2 separate regions of the Mus musculus genome follow, and region 1 is linked to region 2. The links are chromatin contacts, called in public HiChIP or PLAC-seq maps. All regions are on one chromosome and are shown on one strand. Each heading gives the region's core, a stretch centred on a gene start, on an enhancer-like site or on the middle of the called end of the contact. The rest is flanking DNA. Distances are from core to core; before and after follow the strand shown.

Evidence for each region. HiChIP or PLAC-seq counts read pairs in DNA pulled down with a chosen protein or histone mark.
Region 1: a CTCF HiChIP or PLAC-seq map of the NIH/3T3 cell line shows a contact between it and region 2, with 8 read pairs. The contact joins the promoter of Fpgt here to the enhancer-like site in region 2. A contact is called at or near these places in 1 of 39 promoter capture datasets (hippocampal neurons), 1 of 15 datasets of contacts at CTCF or cohesin (the NIH/3T3 cell line), 5 of 484 Hi-C or Micro-C datasets (cerebral cortex, cortical neurons and ventral hippocampal neurons), 2 of 115 datasets of contacts at active chromatin or transcription factors (astrocytes and bone marrow-derived macrophages) and 1 of 9 other capture datasets (pancreatic islet).

Annotation. Positions count from the first base shown.
Region 1 is chr3:155,091,445-155,095,486 of GRCm38.p6, forward strand. It overlaps Fpgt (fucose-1-phosphate guanylyltransferase), which reads right to left and starts at 1,934. Exons shown (of 4, transcript NM_029330.2): 1 at 1,855-1,934; 2 at 1-114. The coding sequence starts at 1,912. Lrriq3 (leucine-rich repeats and IQ motif containing 3) reads left to right here and starts at 1,990. Exons shown (of 8, transcript NM_028938.2): 1 at 1,990-2,226.
Region 2 is chr3:154,835,266-154,839,259 of GRCm38.p6, forward strand. The region is part of intron 21 of Tnni3k (TNNI3 interacting kinase); the gene reads right to left. It also overlaps the pseudogene Gm18589. Among named protein-coding and RNA genes, the nearest start is that of Gm20389, 130 kb to the left of the region's middle. Within about 2 kb of position 1,591, at least 18 of the 459 cell types and tissues checked have an H3K27ac peak or open chromatin away from gene starts, as enhancers often do. A contact at or near this core is called in the NIH/3T3 cell line, where this site is marked.

The DNA.
Region 1 (4,042 bases), core at 684-3,183, 260 kb after region 2:
ATTCCCTTTTCTTCAGCTTCTCGGACAACTGTTGCTTGTAAGCGAGCTCCTGCTTTTCATCAGCTGCTGTTATTGCAACCACATCCCAGAATTCTCCAGCTGCCACGGGTTTGCCTATTGGAAAAATAGCAAGGAACCTTCTTTTAATGCTATCAGTCATCTCACTTACAAGTTTGCCTATTTCAAAACAGGGGCTAACAAAGGATAATCATTACCATCTTCCATACTAAGAAGGGGATACAACCAGCCAATCAACCAACCAACCAACCAACAAACCAATCAACAAAACAAACAAGCAAACATTACCCTCTAAAAGCAAGTTTTGCGAACCAGGGCCCTTAATGTTGCTGGCTGAGAAATTTCAACTCAAGGATCCACTCCTTCCAGGTTTTTGTTTAGGAATGTGGTCTTTTGTTATTGTTGCTTATCATTTTTTTCTTTCCTTTTCTTTTGTGGTACTGGGAAATAACCACAGAGTCCTATGCTTGCCAGCTCTATCACTGAGCTATGTTCATAATCCTTCATTTATCTATTTAATTAATTTAGTATCTTACGTTTGACAGGGTTGAGACAGGCTAGTTCAAAGGTAGTAAGCTATTGCAAGTGATTGTTCACATTCAGTTACAGATTGAAGTTCTATTCTATACTTCCCCCCTTCTCACTAATGCACTTGACTAGAGATAGAGGAAGGCAAAGCCTACCTAACCCAGAACTCCTCTAATGTGCTTGAAATTGGTCCTGCGAGTTCACTTCAGGGTCTCTCTATCTTGGCAATGGGAGACCCAGAAGGCTGGACTTCTGCAGAATAAATACTCTTTGTGTTTACATACTGTTGGAATCTGGGGCATCATTCTTTGGTGACTCATTCTTCAGTGAATCATGGACTCTTCCACTACTTGACAGATTGGCTCTGAACTCATATTTATTTTCTATCTATCTACCACACGACCGATCGATCTACCTATTATCTATCTGTCTATCAATTATCATCGTCTATTTGTCTGTGCAATCCAGGTAGGTCTTGAACCTCGTTCCTACTGCCTTAGCGTCTCAAGTAGATGACAGTACAGACTTGCGACACCAGTCCTAGCTTCTAATATTTTTATTAACGATGATCAAACTACACTTTATATAAGCAATCAGAATACAACACAAACCCCAGGACTAAACTTCTCAATGAACTCATTAAATGACAAATTGCACTTTCAAGAATCAGTGGAACCCTCTAATCAGCAAAAATATTAATAAGGTTTTTAACAAGTTGAGAGAGAATGAGAGGGAGGGGAAAGATAAAGAGGGAGGGAGGGACTGAGATAAGAAGGAGGAATAGGTAGGAAAGGAGGGGGAAGGGGAGGGAGAAGGAGAGGAGAGAGACAGACATGTTAGCTTGGATTTAATAGTTCCAATCATTCTGGTATCCAAATATAAGACCGTACATTTTAGGCACTCATAAATATCAATTTTACCAGACAGCTGTACCCCAAACTTACATTATCAAATTTAAAGCCATGATTGCCTCCGTATTGGGGTTTACATTGGAATAAAGTGGAGTTAAGCAGCGGGGCTTGGGAAAAGAAAAGAAACAAGGTAACGACTACTGCAGACTCTAAGCAAAAGGTCTTCTACCACTGAGTTAAGCCAGTGTTACTTCCCGTTGGTAATTCTCTTACTGCTCCTTCCTGACATCTAAGTTTAGGCTCGCACAGAGAGGAGGAAAAGGGAAAAAGGGAAAAGTCTGGCTGGCCTGGCCAGGACGGAGCGGACAGGAAGGGGTATCGGACAGGAAGCTGCGCGGGGTCCTTGGGAAGGCGCTCTCCGTGCAGGGGGGCAGAGAACTCAGTTCCGCCTTGGTACCTCTCAGCTCAGAAAATCTGCGCAGTTTCCGCAGGGTGGCTTCGCGGAGAGACGCCATGGCCGACTTCCGGGAGCACACTTAGCACGCACGCGCACTCCAAACCCCGCCCCGCCCCGCCCCGCCCCGCCTCCTCCATGCTCTCCACGTCACCGCGGCCCTGGAAGCGCCCTGAGACTTGAAAAGCTAGGATGGCGTGAGCGTGCGCAAGCGGCGTTTCCTGGGCAACGATCTGTGGGGCAGATGGGCGGGCACCTAGCGGGGTCGGGTTGTGCGGAGCTCTGGGTTCCTGCCTTACCGTGTCTGACAACCCGCGGTGCGACCGAGAAGACCAACCCACCCACCATTAGTGGATCCACCACCCAGATGCTGAGGTGACCTGCCCGCACGGAGCTCCTATTCCTGTCAGAAGCCTCCCAGGGAGGCCAGGCCCCTGAACCAGAGAGAGGCTCGGCTCTGTGGGATGCTTTCTGGTGGGCCAGACTACTCTGCACCCTTCAGTTGTCCAACTTCCCAGGCCCAGTACTGAACTAGCGCCTTTAGCCAGCACTGCACACTCTGTTGTGTTCACTTGCTTCAAGGAGATTCAACCAAAGGTGCCAGATATTGGAAAGAACCAGTCTTACTTAATACACTTTCATAGAGTGGTTATATGTGTTTCTCTTGTAGAGTGCATAAGTTTATATCGAGTACTACAGGTTGATCTCTTTAATCTTTCACATAGTACATAGAGAGGAACGCTATTTGAGGAAGCCATTTCAGTCTGAAACCCAGAAATCTTACCACTACAATTTGACTTGAGAAGCTTCTCTTCTTTAAAATCTAACTCAGAATTCTGCATAGCAGCTCCCTATGAACTTTTAAGTTTCTGAGTAAGCTTAGTTTTTCACTTAAAGCCTTGACCTCAGCATTTAATTCTGTATTTAAAGTGGACACATTTGTGGGGAGGAGATAACTGTTTCACAATACACTCCGGCTGAAGGAAATTAAGAAAATACAGAAAGGCCCGATAGATAATAACAGCAATAGCAGTCAGAGCTTGTAATTTATAGTCTTGAGTGAACTGGAGTCATCCCAGGTTTTTGGTGACCTGCCTTATGTTTAAAGGGCACAGACACACTGAAGTATGTTGGTGGGTATGGCAAGAATATAAGCAGAGCTTTATTTGGAGTCTACTAAAGTAACACAAACAGGAAAGATTTGGTGGAAATTTAAAAGATAATAATGGGAGATGGAGAGAAATTGCTTAGATTATAGAAACACTTAACCAACAACACCTGTCCAATAAATAAGTGTGGATTGTGAGAGAAATTACTAAAAGATGCTGAAAGTGGATGACATGACATTTAAATGAGCTGAGGAAAGGTATGTATGGGGAAGCATAGTGAAGTCATAAGAGAAGACCTGTAATAATATTGGATATGTAGAATAAACTAGTGCAAATATAGTAGAAATTGTTGTGTGTCTGTGCATCATGTATGTGGTTCTGGAGATCAAGACAGGGCTGGCTAGACAATTTTGTGAGTTGTCAGAATGGAGAGGGAATTTATTTTCAACTACAGGAGGAGGTTGAGGTCCAAAGGGAATAATACAGGTCAAAAAGGCCTACATATTTGAGTACCTACCAAACATTCTTATAAGTGGAAAACAAATTAACCAAATTTAAATTTCTCATATAGTACTTCACACCCACCTTTCCATTCCATGCTGAAATGTGCTGTCTTGAGCTAGTGCAGGCCTTGGGTGCTGTTACAGCTGCTGTGAGTTCATGAGTGCAGCTGCCTGCTATGTCCAGAAAACAGTGTCCACCTCCTCCGGCACTTACCCTCTTTCTCCCTCCCTTTGACAGTGATCCCTACACTGTGTGTGTGTGTGTGTGTGTGTGTGTGTGTGTGTGTGTGTGTACCTTTCAGAAATTGAGCACTGCTTAGTTGTACTCTCTACACATTGACCAGTTATTAGTCTCTGTGTTAGTTGCCATATATTGCAAAAAGAAGAAAGAAAGAAAGAAAGAAAGAAAGAAACCTTTCTGATGAGGGTTGAGAGATGCACTAAACTATGGGTGTAGCTATAGATAATTGGGAGTTAGTTTAATATGCTATGTCTGTTCGGTAGATTAATAGTAGTAGTAGGTTCTCCAGTAGAACTTCATGACCTACCTGTCTGGCCACACATTTGTGATTCTAATAG
Region 2 (3,994 bases), core at 341-2,840:
TAAGATCACATTCAGCGCAGCTGGCCTCTTGCACTGCCGAGCAAGCCTCTTACTTATGTCTGGCCTACGCTCTGTCACATCTTGCAAACTCTTCTAGCTCTCCAGTTCCCAGGATGACATCGCTCTACTCACCTGTTCCTCCCCACACATAGCCTTCATCCCTTTTGTTCCCAAGGATAGATGGACTTGCCTACCTTTACCTGCAGCTAGCTGTCACGTGTATGCTCTGTCGTGTGTGTGTGTGTGTGTGTGTGTGTGTTTTCTGCCAGCAATTCTCCCCACTTCGTGCTTTACCTGACAGTGTTTATCCCACGGGTCTACAGATGCACAATGTTTTTCCCCATTTAAAAATCAGCAACAAAATAAAACTAGTATGTGGACGCTCAAGGATCTACCCTGCTCATCATCGGCTTGCTCACTTTTACCCACAAGATGCCCTAAAAGTTGTCTAATCCTGTCTTTGAACACCCCCACACCTTCACACCAATCATACTTTCTCTGCCAACATCTTCCTTGTGAGGAGAACAAATACCTCCTCAATGTTATATTTCAGTGTTCCTCTTACTTTTCATGGCATTAAGCACACTCCTTTGTCCCTAAGATGTCTTCTTGGTTGACTCTGAACCTTTCCCTGTCTCTGCCATTGACTCTTTGGTTTTCCTCCTTCCCTCTACATTTTCAGTTGTCCCAGAATGATTTCATTTTGAGTCAGTTTGTTTATAAACTCAGCCTCTCAGCCTCTTGTCTATAAACAGGTGCCAGCTCTCTACCTCTGGTTCACTTCTCTCCAGCTGTGAACTTGCCAGCTCCTTGCCCATAGGACCAGGAGAGAAGAGAGAGGTCCATGTCCCTCCCAGGTCACTCTGGGGCTGAGCAGGATGGCAAGTGTCCACAGCTCAAAAGAAACACATCGAGCCAGGAGTCTTGTCAAAGCAGGAACTCAACTTTATGGCATCAGCCTCTATGTTTGGAACATAGGGAGGGAGATTTTTGGTGGGGTAAGATGATGTAGGAGCTGGGGAAGGGTGACAGAGAATATGGGGTGACTGACAGGGCCAATGGCAAAGCTCTATGTCAGCAATGGCAGGGCAGAGGCAGGGCCAAACAGGTCTTGCTGAGTCACCCTGATAAGGAAGTGACTGAGAAAGGTCTCAAAACTCAAGCCAGGCTCGGATTTGTCCTCAAGGCCCAAACCAGGGCCAAAATGGAGCACAACATGAACTCTAACCTTTCCGGTTCAGTTAATAACAACAGTGTTTACTTGCTAAGATCCTAAGCCACAGACCACCCGTGACTTCTTCCTTTCCTGTGTTTGCGTCTAGTGTACTGTGAAGTTATAAAGACTCTCCTTCAAAGTTAATCTACAGCCTCCATGATCAACCTGCCCACTGATAATCATTGCAAGCACTGGGAAATTTTAAAAAAGATCCTGGAGCCAACCATGTAGAACCACAAGGCAAGGACACAAAGGAAGTCTTAACCCTTGTTCTCTTTTTAGTAATAACATTTATTTTGAGGCTAGATATCCCAAATGCACCAGAGGAATTCAAATTCCTATAGTTTGAGTAATCAGAATTAAGAGGTCAGAATTCAGAACCATTGCAATAAAAGGCCCATTACTGTATAAGAAATGAGTCCAGATTTAGGAGTCTCCAGCAAACTGTATGTTTTAGTCGCTGTTTTACCTTGTTGTTTCTATGGGCCAGGAGCCCAGCACAGATTAATTGGTTCTTTTCTGAGTCTCATCACACTGAAATCAAGGTGCCCAATGTAGACAGCTCACAAACTGGATGTGCGGTTTTCTCCTGGCCAGCATGGGCTCATGTCTCTGACTGATTCCTCTGTGCTGTTCCTGAGAGGATAGTCCCCACAGGACAACCTTCCTCTAGGATAAGACAGAAGAAAACCAGAGATAGAACAGCTCCTTGTCTCTACATGTTCTGTGCATTCCCCCTGCAGAGGGGTGATGCATACATGTATAATGGGCAAGGATCTCATGGGTCATTCTGGAACCCTGCCTGTCACAAGCAGGCAGTCAAAATCAAAGGGATGCTAGGGGAGGTGACTCCAGGATCCTGTGTGAACTACCTAAGCCCTGAACCACATACACACAGGCTATACTCTCTGTTGCCTAGTGAGGTCACATTTATGGATCATAAGGCCTTGTTCTGAATATTCTCTCACAGTAGAATTGTCTGACACGTATGCTCTGCCTAAGAGAAAACCTTCACACTCTGCAGATCCAACTAATAAAACACATCCTTTTGGTATGTAAGTGATTCCATAAAATAGCTCTCCATCTTTTGCTAGATTCATTTTAGTCTCTCTCAGAACTGGGTGAATCTATATGAATACCTCTAGCTACAAGGTATTTTGAAGGTGAGCAGTGTTTTATTTGTTCTTGTAGATTGATCATTGTCTCCTGGATAGGTTTGAGTTCACTTTTGTCAAGTCGAATTATATCATTAAAATAAAAATTTCATCCTCAACCTATCTCTCTGCTGTCAGAGCCACATCTTGTCCTGCTGACTTTACTCAAATGTTCTTCTCTTAGTGCAGCTTTCTAAAAGCATGACCGAGACAGCAGCAGACAAGGTAATCATGTGAGCATGCACCTCAGATGAAGCAGCGCTTCTCGTGAAAGCCTGTAATCACAGCCCATCTCATTGGCATAAGTGAAAAGCCATGTCCTCAGCATTCTTCCCCAAGCAACCTGTCGGGTGATCCCTGACCTACTCTTCCTCCTGCAGATTCCCATCCGGCCACACCCAACCTGTGTCCGGCTTACCTCATCCATCTGGTGCATTCAACCTGTGCAGCCCAACACACCCCTCGCGTGTGACCCGCCATGCCTCTCATCCACATGAATCATAGATCTTCACACTCAGTTGTTCATTGCTTGTGCCAGTGCACAGCCCGCACACCTGAAGAGGCAGGGCTCCACATACATCTCCATCCCCGACGTGTAAGGGCCATGATCAGGGCCTTGAATTGGAAAATGTCACTAAAAAAAACTCTTATTAAACCACTAACTGAATTCATAATGCTCACTCCACCCATAGTGTGAAGTCCACCCCACCGTTGGGGAGTTTGCACTTGTTTTTCTTCCCAGCAGGACGTCCTGTATTCGTGTCTTTCATGCTTTATATTTAAATGGTGCTTTATCAGTGACTCTTCCTGCCTGCCTACTTGGCTCTGGGGCTCGGCTCTCTAACTCCTTTCATGGCTGTATTTACACTTCAGCATCACTCACTGTCAGATGATCTCATACCTATCCCCATGCTCCCTTGGTTGCTGCTTGTGTGACTGCATAGAAGGTATACCGGATGAGGCAGAGCTCCGCCTACATCTTGATCCCCAAAATATAAAGGTGGTAATCTGGGCCTTGAATCTGAAATATTTGCTAAAATCTTCACTGAACCAATAATTGAATTAATAACTATATATTTTATTTTTTTCTCAAAAACTTCATTACATGAAGTTTAAATAACATATTTATGCTTATGTAACAAGGTTATATTATGTTTGTTTATTCTTCCCTCTCTCTGTCTCTCTCTGTCTTTCTCTCTCTCCCTCTCTTTCCACCAAGGAATCCTTGTAAGAGACCCCTTTGAACTGAAATGCTGCTAGTTTCCCTGGGGAGGCTTGGAAAGGCAGCATCATGGCCAACTTGAACATTTATTGTTCTTAGAGAATCTTCATCTAACTCTGTATTGTTGACAGGTTGTTGTCATGGGTGGTTCTAGTAGTTGTTGTATTTCATACAAGAAAGCAAAAATTAAGAAAGAAGTAATTCAAGTGCCACCATTGGTCAATGCCACAGCTGACTTAATGCTAGGCAGAGCTACAGTCTTGGTCTCCTTAGTGGGACACCTAGGTCTGTGGGAAAGGAGTTGGTTCCCTTCCAGGTGTGTGAGACTGGGAGCCTGAGATGTACTTCAGCATTGGAGACACATGTCACACCCAGCTTAAAAGACTTGGTATCTCTCCTTCT